3 separate regions of the Mus musculus genome follow, and all the other regions are linked to region 2. Evidence: chromatin contacts called from public HiChIP or PLAC-seq data. All regions are on one chromosome and are shown on one strand. Each heading gives the region's core, a stretch centred on a gene start, on an enhancer-like site or on the middle of the called end of the contact. The rest is flanking DNA. Distances are from core to core; before and after follow the strand shown. Region 1 has its middle 96 kb from the start of Zfp330. Region 2 overlaps Il15 (interleukin 15). Region 3 overlaps Inpp4b (inositol polyphosphate-4-phosphatase, type II).

Region 1 (4,248 bases), core at 613-3,112, 330 kb after region 2:
ACCTCATAAAATTGCAAAGCTTCTGCAAAGCAAAAGACACCGTCAATAAGACAAAAAGGCCACCAACAGATTGGGAAAGGATCTTTACCTATCCCAAATCAGATAAGGGACTAATACCCAATATATATAAAGAACTCAAGAAGGTGGACTCCAGAAAATCAAATAACCCCATTAAAAATGGGGCTCAGAGCTGAACAAAGAATTCTCACCTGAGGAATACTGAATGGCAGAGAAGCACCTGAAAAAATGTTCAACATCCTTAATCATCAGGGAAATGCAAATCAAAACAACCCTGAGATTCCACCTCACACCAGTCAGAATGGCTAAGATCAAAAACTCAGGTGACAGCAGATGCTGGCGAGGATGAGGAGAAAGGGGAACACTCCTCCATTGTTGGTGGGATTGCAAGCTTGTACAACCACTCTGGAAATCAGTCTGGTGGTTCCTCAGAAAATTGGACATAGTACTACCAGAGGATCCCGCAATACCTCTCCTGGGCATCCAGAAGATGTCCCAACCGGTAAGAAGAACACATGCTCCACTATGTTCATAGCAGCCTTGTTTATAATAGCCAGAAGCTGAAAAGAACCCAGATGCCCCTCAACAGAGGAATGGATACAGAAAATGTGGTACATTTACACAATGGAATACTACTCAGCTATTAAAAAAATGAATTTATGAAATTCTTAGGCAAATGGATGGACCTGGAGGGTATCATCCTGAGTGAGGTAACCCAATCACAAAGGAACCCGCACAATATGTACTCACTGATAAGTGGATATTAGTCCAAAAACTTAGGATACCCAAGATATAAGATACAACTTGCCAAACGCATGAAATTCAAGATGAATGAAAACCAAAGTGTGGACACTTTGCCCTTTCTTAGAAATGGGAACAAAACACCCATGGAAAGAGTTACAGAGACAAAATTTGGAGCTGTGACAAAAGGATGAACCATCTAGTGATTGCCATATCCAGGGATCCATCCCATAATCAGCTTCCAAATGCTGACACCATTGCATACACTAGCAAGATTTTGCTGAAAGGACCCAGATATAGCTCTCTCTTGTGAGACTATGCCGGGGCCTAGCAAACACAGAAGTGGATGATCACAGTCAGCTATTGGACAGGTCACACGGCCCCCAATGGAGGAGCTAGAGAAATTACCCAAGGAGCTAAAGGGAACTGCAACCCTATAGGTGGAACAACAATATGAACTAACCAGTACCCTGGAGCTCTTGTCTCTAGCTGCATATGTATCAAAAGATGGCCTAGTCAGCCATCACTGCAAAAGAGGCCCATTGGACTTGCAAACTTTATATGCCCCAGTACAGGGGAACGCCAGGGCCAAAAAGGGGGAGTGGGTGGGTAGGGGATGGGGGGGTGGGGATGGGGGACCTTTGGGATAGCATTGAAAATGTAAACGAGGAAAATACCTAATAAAAATAAAGAACCATCATTAAAAATAAAGTTTGAAAAAATTAAAGTTACAATCCCTTGACCTTCATCTTCCGGCCCATGGCTCTTGATGCTTTTCCCAGGAGGCCTGTGTAGACTTTCAGGAACATCCAGTGTAGACTTTCCTCCCCATCAATCCCCTGCCAGTCTGGCCCACCTGGGGTATAAGCAACAGAGGTGAGCTGTGTGCTGCCTCTTGACAACCATCATCTGGCCCATGGTTCTCCCTGCCTTCCCAAGAAGTCTTGCGGGGCCCCAAGAACATCCAACTTAGAGAAAAACAAACTAAAGAACTAAGAATGTATTTTGACTCATAGTCTCAGATGGTCACGGGGATTCCTGTGGGTGGGAAAAGAAGCATAGCAGAAGAAACATGCTCACCTCAAGGACACCAGGAAGGGGTGGGGCTGCACAATACACACACTTGTCTGAACGCAAGCAAATGGAGTTTAATAATAGCAGAGATGGCTGCTCTCCAAGCTCAGTGCAAGCTGCAGTGCATTATGGAATGATTCAGCCTCACAGAGACAAAGAATCACCCACATAATTGAATAAATGCATATTACATAGTAAAGTGTCTTATCAAAGCCTGAACATGTTATATCACAAAAGATTTGTGCAATTTGCTAAGAATAAGCAGATTTAGTGAAGATGGATCTTTCATTTGACTTTTATTGACAATCAAGTAAGTTGAACATGTTCTAGTTTTATGATCAAATACAGGTTTGCTCCAGCATTATAAAAGAACAAAATGCTTTTGCCTATTGACCTGTAAGAGAGGTATAAAGAACCAAACAGGCTAGAACACAAATGAAAAGAAAATCCACACAGACAAGAATCCAACCCAGATACCACTGAAGAATTGTCTCTAGACCATACCAAAATGTACCAACAGTCTTACAGTTAACAGGTCCCTACCAATCTCAATATGGTGCCCTTCTAATCTAAAGGTTAGATTCAAGTAGTACTCATTGAGCTGACCAAACTTCAGACTCTGGGCTTTGGTGCTTTCCATCAGCTCTTGTAAGGCTTGTAAGTGGGTAATTTATCACTTGCAAATGAAGAAGGCTGTCTTCCAGGAAAGAAGAATGCAGATAATACAGGGCCTGACCTGTAGCACTATGCCCAAACATCATTGTTCAATGTTTGAACCTTTCCTCTCAACTCCAAAGTTCTGCATAAGGGGCTAGAGAGAGGGCTCACTGGGTAAAGGCACTTGCCAGAGTTTGATCCTTAGAACATAAGTGACGGGAAGAAGGAACTAGCTCCTGTAAGTTGTCCTCTGACCTCCACCAGTGCACAGTGCTACACCCACACATAGAATAAACACATGAGAAAAAAATCAATAAATTCTTAATAAAAGATTGGTCAAGGGACAGTGGCTTATGTTTATGTAAATTCACCAATTACTTACTAAGCTCTCAGTGTATGCCATGCTATGGGGCTCTGGGGACTAAAGAAATAGCTTAAGCATAACAGATGTGACATTATTCATCAGCACATATTATAAATATGGTTGGCTTGAATCAATATAACCACACTGGCAGGCAGCCCAGTAACTCCCTCTGGAGAATTCTCTTTTACTCATCCTAAACTATACAAACAACCCAGAGACTCACCTATTTAAACAAGACATTTATCCTACGTATTAAGTGTCTTGCAGGGAGAAATACTGGACTATGTAATCAAACCACCTACATCTGCTGATCATCAAGGCTATGCATTCCAGTGGGCACCTAATACTACTTTATGCCAATGGTGCCAGGTTCCTGTGTAGCACATGAGTGACACACACACCTAGTTTTCAACATGATAGGTTGTAGGCATACTCCAATATTTCTGAAAATATACATTGTCAAGGAAAATTGAAACCATAAACGCCTTCTGTGTGCTAGAATGTGTCCTTTTACAACTGGGAAACCTTAGGTTGTCTTCTATTGTTTGGGTCTAGGGTTGCAACAAAGGTCTACAAAGAGTTGGTAGCTACCATTTGCCCGCATTGTCCCATGAGCTAAAGATCATTTTTAAATTTTTAAATGATTTTTAAAACCTCTCCGGTGTTTAGAGTATAGCTCATTTAGTGGGAGATACAGTTAGCATACATGCAGCCCAAGATTCAGCCCTAGTATGAAAAATAAAAAAGGAAGAAAAGATAAAGAAATCAAATGAAGAAGGCATTGTCGGGTATGAAAATTATATGAACTTTAAATTCTGGTACCCAAAAAGGCTTGTTATATTATTATTTTTCACTTGAGAGTGGTATATAACTGAGACAGTATACACAGACAGTGGGAGCTAGTGGACTATGATATAGGAAGAGACCCCTCATCTTGTGATCTAGTTTCTCATTCGTAAGAGTCAAGAAACTTGAAATTTCCTACAGGTATTATGTGTATTTTCCTGAAGACTTCTCAAAAGACGATGCTAAGAACAACAAATCAATTGTACCTACTTAGAACTAGAATGTTTGTGACCTTGAATTTCACAATTATACTGTGCTTCCATCTGTGATCTAAACAATGTGCCATACTCCTACCAAAAAAATAAACCTTATAATTTCATTTATAAAAGGAAATTCCTTAAGAAAAACAAATAATTCAACTTGCCTGCTTTATTTAATTTTCAAATTTTACTTAAATATATAAACTTGGCTTAATCTTTAACCTTTGTCATAAATTATGTCTTTTGGAAAATTTAACACGGAAAGCCAGGATTAAATACGTCATTGTAAAGATAACTAAGCATACTGTCACCCACATCATGATCCCATGTTTCCCTGAACATTTTTTC
Region 2 (4,234 bases), core at 1,137-3,636:
TAATACAGTTTCAACATCAAGATACTCAGGGACAAATGATTGTGGCCACTAACTTGATAATAGCTATGACCAAAGATGAAATTACCCCAAAATGAAGACATGAATGCCAGCCTCAGTTAAAAAGTGACTGTTTAGAAGGAAACACAAGTAGCACGAGATGGATGTATTCCTCATATATGGTTTCTGGAAAACATAAATGTAGACAAAATGGTAAAACATCTCTAGTTAAAAACATGGAAGACTGAATTTTATTGTATTTTAGGTTCAAAATTGTAAAGGTGTCATTTCACAATCAATACTCTTTATGGAAACAGTGAAATTTCAGTGGCTCTTCTGTTTTGTTTTATTCTAATATCCAGCTCTCTGTATGTACAATATCTCCAGTAGCCATTTCTCCAATTGAAGGTCAATGATAAACTGACATTCTTAATTACTGACATGTATACTCTTGGGACTACTGAGCTTTTTCTGTCATTATCCTCTTCCTCTTGCCCTTCTGTCTTTATTAATAGACTACACATTATAAACAGCATAGATTAGTAATGTCACACAATAGCAAGCACACTAGTTTTACATTCATTTCATACAAGTATATGGAAATTAAAATACATATTATCACACAGAGAAAAACTGGATAAAATTTAAACCAATAAAAGTATTTGGGCCAGGGCTAGGATTGATGTCGTCGGACCTAGGATGAGAGAGACAGGAACAAGGGATTCTGTAAGCTCAGGACTACCCTGGTGAGTTCCAGGCCACCCAACGCTACATAGTTATGAAATCCTGTCTCAAAAAGAAGTATATCCTTTTTCATTCTAACAGCTCCTACATGAAAACTTAATTTGGTTATTTAGGACCTTATTTGTCTGAGATAGACACAGTTTTAATTCTCTGACCTGCCTTGTCAGTGCTGTCAGAGATTTTATAGTTACAGAGAGCAGCGCCAGTCAACACCTCAAACACCAGGAGTCTGTACTCTGTGTAGACTCTGCTGAAAGATGCCTAACACCAGACCTTGCCCTCAGAGACACAATGTGCGAAGTGAATAGACATTTAGAGAACAAAAGAGACTGAGTGAAGTGTAATAACACCTTAACAATGGCACAAAGAATACAGGCATACTGTTAGTCTTGTTTTCCAAAGCCCATGCTACTTATTCTTAAAATCAAGATAAATCTTGGAGAAACAGATGTCTGTCGCAGCCAGAGATGTTTAGAGAATAATCATGCGACTTATTATAAAGTAGAACTGAGATTAAGGTGACCTTATAAGAAAAGCCATATGCTATTTTTGTCTGCTTTTTTCCTTACCAAAATTTTCATTACTTAATGCCCAGGTAAGAGCTTCAATGTTGAAGATGAGCTGGCTATGGCGATGGGCTTCCAGCTGCCATCCATCCAGAACTCTTCCTGCAACAGAACCAGGATGAAGGATGACTATCAAAACACAAGCGAGTAAGCCAGAAGCAGATAGAGAAACGCCTGGTGCTTATGCCACATCTGCTTTCCATAGGGTAGGCTTTGTGTTCCTTAACACACGCATCAGATTTAGCCCTCCTGAGAGCATCATTTGGAAAATCTGATCTGGCGTCACAGAAATCCCATGACTGCCCGGACTAAAACCATTTTAGTTTGTCTGAATAAAAGAACAAAGACATTATTTCACACAGTGTCCCAGATCTGACAGGTTTCAAGGCCATCTCAATTTGAATAAGAGCAATCAAATACAAAGATTCACATAACCACCAGCTGATAGTCGAATTTACAACAACAGCCTCATCTACAGACTTCACATAGATGTCTTAGGTATGTTCTTTAAAATAAAGTTTAATGAGAACACCATTTGTGAATTTTCTATATAACAAAATTATATTTTTTTCTAAACCAAAACAGGGGAACATGTGAAGTTTAAACACTCCCATCAAACTCCATTTCATTAAAATATTTAGGCTCAAAATATCTCAAATATGGATAGTCTTGCTGTCAAAAATGTTACGCATTAGTAAACCTTACCAATGAAAATATCAAGGTCTGTTGCTTCACTGATATAATTTATCACAATCAATTATCTCAATATTTTACACATTTCAGATGCTTCCTAATATTAAAATATTTGCTATAAATTATGTGCAATGTATAACTCTTATTTTTTTACATTTACTATGTGTGTGTGTCTCTGTGTGTGTGTGTGTGTGTGTGTGTGTGTGTGTGTGTGTGTGTGTGTGTATGCTCATACACGTGCCATGGTACATGTGTGGAGGTCAAAGAACAAATTGTGAGAGTTGCTGCTCTCCTTTCACCACTTGGGGATCTAGGAACAAACTTAGGCCATGAAACTGGGCAGCAAGGACTGTTACCTACTGAGTCATCTTGCTATCTTGTTTACACTCTACAGTGTATATTACATCATTCTTAAGAGAAAATAAACCTAACATTTACCAGGGTATGAAACAGTACACTAGACTGTGTGGCTAGTACAATGCTTCCATGAAGTCTTCACCCCACGTTCCCGTTCCCTGTGACACTGGCATTAGACTTCCCCCTCCAGCAGTGGTTCATTTATTAAACAGAGAGGCTGGTTTACACCTAGGGCTGACGTTTGCCCCTAAAGCCTAAGTCCCCTGAGCCCACAATGGAAAGTAAACGCAGCAAAGACTTGAGAGTCAGCCAGGGTTTCCCACTCAGCCCGCAATGACTTTTGTGAGGTCTGTTCTTAACTGCCTTGCTTTCATTTCAGTAAAGCTTGATTAACTTCTCCTCAGGACAACGTGTGTTCTTTGTCTGGAAAAGTGCTCTGACTGTAGTCTTTTTGCTAAGGACCATGGCTTTCCAGTTCACTGGTAACAAGAGCCTATTATGTTATCTCTGTGTTATGTCTGTGTATGCTCCAGGCATGGCAACCCACAAGTGACAGATTACCTGGAAAAGGCAGAGAAATGGATTAAAATCTGCGTATGACAAGTGAGCACAGACCAGAAGGGAGCAGGGAGCTTGGAAGTATTAAGGCCAGTGGAATGTGAAGCATGCCCTATTCGTTCCCTACATTGCAGGTCTTTATAGCAAAGTGTTATTTTAGCCCTACCTTGAGATATGGTCAGATGTTAACCATGAATGAGAACTGAAATAGTGTGAAGTTGGGGAGAAAGCACCTGAGCAAGACTATGTCCACCCAAGCGTTCATTTATGGCAGAAAAGTAGGAGATAACAGTTATCATTACTGTACAAATTAAAGTAATTTTCTACCAAGGGCCAGGTAATAAGTAGCACATACTTGGAAAGTCTTATGGTTTTTCTTGTAATTACATCAATGTCCACGATAGCTTGAAAATGGCGGCAGATGATGAATGGGGCTGCATCTCAGTTCAGCTTTGTCATCAAAATAGGTGGCTGGTGCCTCCTACTTACCAACTGAGAAAACAGATCTTCTGGCAAGCAAATATTTGCTTTGCTGATGACATCTGGCTTCTATGTGTCCCTTACTCCAGCTTCATTTAAACTTTACTTGTCTTGTAACTCATAGTGGCAGTTTTTCAGTCATTGGCAGTCTTAGAGCTGCCCTTGGAAGGCGTTAGTGGAACTCTACAGGAATCTCATCCAGTTCCCATCAGAACGAGCTGTTATAAGAATGCCAACCCACATTACTCTCTCACCATGTGCTCTCTCCTTCTTGTGTGTACCTTCACCATGGGGAAGCCACATATACCCCAACGGCACTGCGACCAAGTGACACATTAATGAGGTCACTTGGTGTTGTCCAACACTGTGCATTAAATATGCCTCTTTCCTTTAGAGGTGTCCAGCTTCAGGGATGTTAAATCTTACAGTTTTTCACAAGATAACAACAAATGATCAGTTAAGATGTTTAATATTTTTTATATGTCATCTCTATAAAGATATGCAGGCCTGCACACATAATTTCAATATTAACATGGAATCCTCTTTCTTAGAGATCTGTGCAGTTCACTCTTGGTTATCAACTTGATTAACCTGCAATCAGTTAAGAAAAATGCCTATGGAAGGATCTGGGTGGTTGTTTCCTTTAAGAAGTGGGGAAGGTAGACCAGCATATATCCTTGGGGTGGCCTGAGGGAAAGCTGCTTTTTGCCTGCTTCCCTTCTCCCCCTGCTGGTGAACACATCTACTCTACTGTTGCCATTGCTGCTGTCATCCTTCAATGACATTGGATGCGGCTTCTTCAGTTTTCCAAAATGGACTCAAAAGGAACACTCCAGGCC
Region 3 (4,342 bases), core at 754-3,253, 500 kb before region 2:
CTCATTATTCTGCATTTTATGTGTCTCTGAGAAGAACTGAATCCTTAAAGGAGATTCCAGGAAAAGTATCTCCTTAAACAACAACAATAAAAACACTACTAGTAATGAAAATGTGGGTATTAGGTTTCTGTAATCTTTCCACACTCCTAGACACTGGATTTATGACAAAACATGACTCCTTGACTTTGGTCAGTCTAATATTTATAGTTTTATATCAAGATTCTTTATTAATACCAAAGAGGAATCCATTTTGGTCTACATTGTTTCTAGAGCCATAAGAGAACAAATTATAGACAAAACAGAAGACTCTAGAAATGACTGTACTAATATAGAAAATCTAGTGTGTTTTATGACATCAGCCCTCAAGAAAATTGCCTAGTGTAACTGCTGAACCAATCCCACACACGGGAAGAATGGGCTTAAATAAGGAGGAGTCAACATAGCTTGAATTTCTGACAGACTGAGTCATGTTATTCTGTACAGTGAAAATTTAACACATATTTAATACATATCCCACCAATCTTCAAAATATTTCTTTGACAAAATTGTCTAAGCATTTAAGTTATTGGTCAAGAAGACATGGTGACTCTGTCCTTACTATATACTAAGAACACTTATTCCAACATGAGCTAAAACCTTTCAGTGTAATTCCTACTATTATGTTCCTTTCATTTCTGAGCACACTTAGGCAACATTTACTGGATGTATCCAAGCATTTTCCCAATGGCTTAGTCAAATAGATACCAATTTGTGTTCTTAAATCTTCTGGACTGTATTCATAACAAACATGTAATTCATTAGCAAAAACCTAGCACAAAGTACTGTTTAGTTTTGAGGTTATTCATAAACTCTTAATAGTTAGCATGCATTATTTTCTTTATAATGCTGTTTTCAGTATTAACAGTTCTTACAATGGAATGGGACATCAAGCAAACATATTTCTTATGGTTGACAGTGAAGACAAAATGCCCAGGCTATAAAATTGTCTTATTCTGTAATTATGTATGCATATATATATGTTTGTGTATATCATATATGTATACACATACATGTGTATATATCACAACAGTTGCATATCAACTTTTGCTTTTCAAAGGCCTTCAAAATTTATACTAACAATCCTGTATATGACTTTGTAAGAATAGGTCAAAGTATCACTTATAAGCTCATTTAATCTGCAATAGACCAGTGTCTAGTCAAAATGAAATGAGTAACATATAAGATTTGCCACATACGTCATTTAAAAATGTCCAATAGCCATATTTTAAACAGTTCAAAGAAACAGACTAAATTATTTATATTTTTCTTTAACTCACTATAAGTAATATATTCTTAAAATATGTTCAATATAAAAGTTACAGTCCGTGCTCCATTTCTTCATGGTAAGTCTTCTAAACCTGGTGGACATTGAAATTTTATGGATCCCTTTACTTGGTGTAGTCACATTTTAAGCTATTAAAATAGTAGATAACCTCTTTGAGAGAAACAGCTCTGTGTGGCACTTGGAATATCCATTGAGTGAAGACTTTGTGAGATGAGCTTCCTGATGGAGGTGTGGCAGTTGTGGTACCTAGGTTGACTTCCTTAGTAGTGAACAGTGGAGCCATTGTGGACATAGGGCATGTGGTTTCAAGTCTGATGAGCTGTCCAAGTCCCTACAATGCACTGAAGAATAAACTTTTGGTCTCACATTCCCTGTGATGAGACTTCAGGAATAACCATTGATAACCTCTTCTTATACTCTGGTTATTACTCTCCAGCAAAATGAGTGATTGAAATGATATGCTGTGTGTTTTAATGATCATCTTCCCCAGGCTGATACTTGTGAGTGTTGTATTGTCGTGAGCAGGAAAGGAAGGTCAGAGTTATGAGGTGTGCAAACAAAATATCTATCAGGACAGGAATTGCCATCTGTGCTGGAAACTTGGCACAACATACTGTGGATGAAAAGATGCTTGGCAGAGAATCAAGAGACTAGAATTCCAGTGTTACAGGATATTGGATATTTGGACCTGTTTCTAGTTAGGGTGTGGCACAGCCATTAGCTCACAGCTTTAACCCCTCTGGCTAGCATACAGACATGCCCTTTGTACTTATCTCTAATTTCAAACAATGAATGTAAAGTTTGTAGAAAGGAGCACTCATGTTTGAAAATGTTGTCTAATGGCGTGGCAGACAAAGTGATGAATCAGAGAAAGATTTGACAAAACAGGATATTCCCAACTTTCAGAAGAAGAGAAAAGGAAGGGAAGAAATTTATGGAAAAGACAGAGGGTAGAGGAAGAAGAGAATATAGTCTAGGGATACAGTAGAATTTGTGGAGGCTGTACAGTAGAGTTGAGAGGGAGAGTAGAGCAGCACAGAGAGGGAAAAGGAGGCAGTTTTACCAGGAGAGTTATACAGAGATGGATTAAAGATAGAACAAGTTAGACACAGTTAAAGATGGAATGAGCAAGAGAATGAGAAGAAGTCAGAAGATTAGAAAAGATTGCCAGAGTTAGTTTTGAGTGCAAATAGAGAAATTCAGAGGCTGAGAGAAGCCAGATTAAATCAGTAAGTGTGGAGAGGAGTTTGAGCCGGAACACCTGAGTTGAGCCAGCCAGCCTGAGCTCAGAAAGAACAAGAAATGGTAAGCTTATTCAGCAGCAAATCTCAGAGGCCTAGTTTAGATTGTACTGAGGCTAGAAGCTTGCAAGACTAAGCCCAGGTTAACAGATGGAGGCAATAACCTTCCAAGATAATTATAGAGACTAAAAGGTACTTTTATGTTCTAACCTGGTCTAATATGGCTTCCTGGATGCTATCTATTGTGGCTGTGTACAGGACACATCATTCTTATGGACTTCTGCAGCTCTTCCCCCTGATTACAGGCAGTTTTTCCAATGATTTGGAACTTCTTGTAAATACCTTACATATCCTAAAACAAATCTGAGCAAATTGGAATCATAGGAAATATCTTCTCAACAGCAGTAACTGCATAAGACTTCATATCCTTTACATCTTAATTTTTAAAATCTTATTTAGATTTACTTCTGAAACAAACTTTTTCTTATGCATATATATTGTTCTTTTTGTACTGCAAATATTTTTCAACTAAATAATAATAATCCTTTCTTCTTCCTCTTCTTTCCTGTCCTACCCACTTCTCCCCTTCTTCTTTGTCCAGGTTTTCTCTCTCTCCTCCCCCTTCTTACCTCTCCTCCTTCTTCTCTTTTATCTCCTCTATGCCTCTTCTTTTTCCTCACCTTCAAATACTCTATCTTTCCATAGAATTTTAGTTGGGCAGAAGACGTATCTAAGGCACCAGACCCATGGGTACAATATCTTAAGCCCCATTTAAGTGTCAATAATGCACTGTCTGCTTTCCTCACTGAGCTACTAATGGTGTGTTGATGACTTTATGCTCAAAATGATGCTCTGCATCCTTATTGTTGTGCATTGTGTACCGTTTTCCCCCTCTCTGTGGGTATTCAGAACTTAGAAAGAGAGAAAATTGATTTTGCTCTAATTCATTCTCTTCCAATGTCTCCAGTGAGTGTTTACATCGGTGGATGTTTTGTTCTCTAATTTGGAGTTGGGGATTGGATAAATTCTATGTTGACTTATATTGAGGTGAAACAAACACAAATAACAATATAAGAAAAATAGAATGTAAGTGTACTGGCAGTTATCCTGTTTGGTGTTACAATGTAAAACCATAATATACTATTTTTAGAATAAAATAGAACCCCAGGAGACATCATGGAGGAGGGAGCAGAAAGACTGTTAAGAGCCGGAGGACCACCAATTCTGTTCTGTAGCTGCCTGTCTTAAAAATGTTTCCTGGAGAAGATTTGAACAACGACAGATCAGCAATCTTGCTAATATGAAATCTTGTAGGCTATCACCCCTAGACAGAGAACTACAGCCAACTAATGACTGTTCCTGCTAGAGAATTAGCCTTTTATAAGGATGACTTTCCTAATTGGAGGTCCAGTGCAAAGTGGTCAACCCTAAAACCATATGCACAGAAGCAACAAAAATAAAAAATAAGCTCAGCAAACACACACAGAGGCACACCCAATTATATACTGTATTCATGTATTTGCCCATATATTATATATAATACATAATAATAAATACATATGGAAATTGTAACTTTATGGCTAATAAGACTACCATAATATCATGCCATATATACTTTGCTTTATTCTAAAGTCATCCAGACCAGATCTGCACAATTTCAAAATGTAAGTAAAACAAGCTTAGAAAGTTAGTGGCCTTGTGAAATTTATTATCTGTTTTAGATATATTCTCTTGTTTGGTGTAATAACAAATCATGAATATTATACATAGAAATATA

Evidence for each region. HiChIP or PLAC-seq counts read pairs in DNA pulled down with a chosen protein or histone mark.
Region 1: a contact with region 2 is called in an HNF4G HiChIP or PLAC-seq map of pancreatic cancer cells. The contact joins two enhancer-like sites. A contact is called at or near these places in 1 of 39 promoter capture datasets (liver), 5 of 15 datasets of contacts at CTCF or cohesin (embryonic stem cells, large pre-B cells, liver and 2 more), 82 of 484 Hi-C or Micro-C datasets (the AML12 cell line, B cells, the Ba/F3 cell line and 48 more), 4 of 115 datasets of contacts at active chromatin or transcription factors (bone marrow-derived dendritic cells, fibro-adipogenic progenitors, kidney and 1 more) and 1 of 9 other capture datasets (liver).
Region 3: a FOXA1 HiChIP or PLAC-seq map of pancreatic cancer cells shows a contact between it and region 2. The contact joins two enhancer-like sites.

Annotation. Positions count from the first base shown.
Region 1 is chr8:82,676,084-82,680,331 of GRCm38.p6, forward strand. No RefSeq gene overlaps it. Among named protein-coding and RNA genes, the nearest start is that of Zfp330, 96 kb to the right of the region's middle. Within about 2 kb of position 1,863, at least 5 of the 459 cell types and tissues checked have an H3K27ac peak or open chromatin away from gene starts, as enhancers often do. A contact at or near this core is called in pancreatic cancer cells, where this site is marked.
Region 2 is chr8:82,344,290-82,348,523 of GRCm38.p6, forward strand. It overlaps Il15 (interleukin 15), which reads right to left. Exons shown (of 8, transcript NM_001254747.1): 3 at 1,311-1,409; 4 at 86-183. The coding sequence starts at 1,322. Among named protein-coding and RNA genes, the nearest start is that of Il15, 56 kb to the right of the region's middle. Within about 2 kb of position 2,387, at least 10 of the 459 cell types and tissues checked have an H3K27ac peak or open chromatin away from gene starts, as enhancers often do. A contact at or near this core is called in pancreatic cancer cells, where this site is marked.
Region 3 is chr8:81,848,233-81,852,574 of GRCm38.p6, forward strand. The region is part of intron 7 of Inpp4b (inositol polyphosphate-4-phosphatase, type II); the gene reads left to right. Among named protein-coding and RNA genes, the nearest start is that of Gm25267, 300 kb to the right of the region's middle. Within about 2 kb of position 2,004, at least 13 of the 459 cell types and tissues checked have an H3K27ac peak or open chromatin away from gene starts, as enhancers often do. A contact at or near this core is called in pancreatic cancer cells, where this site is marked.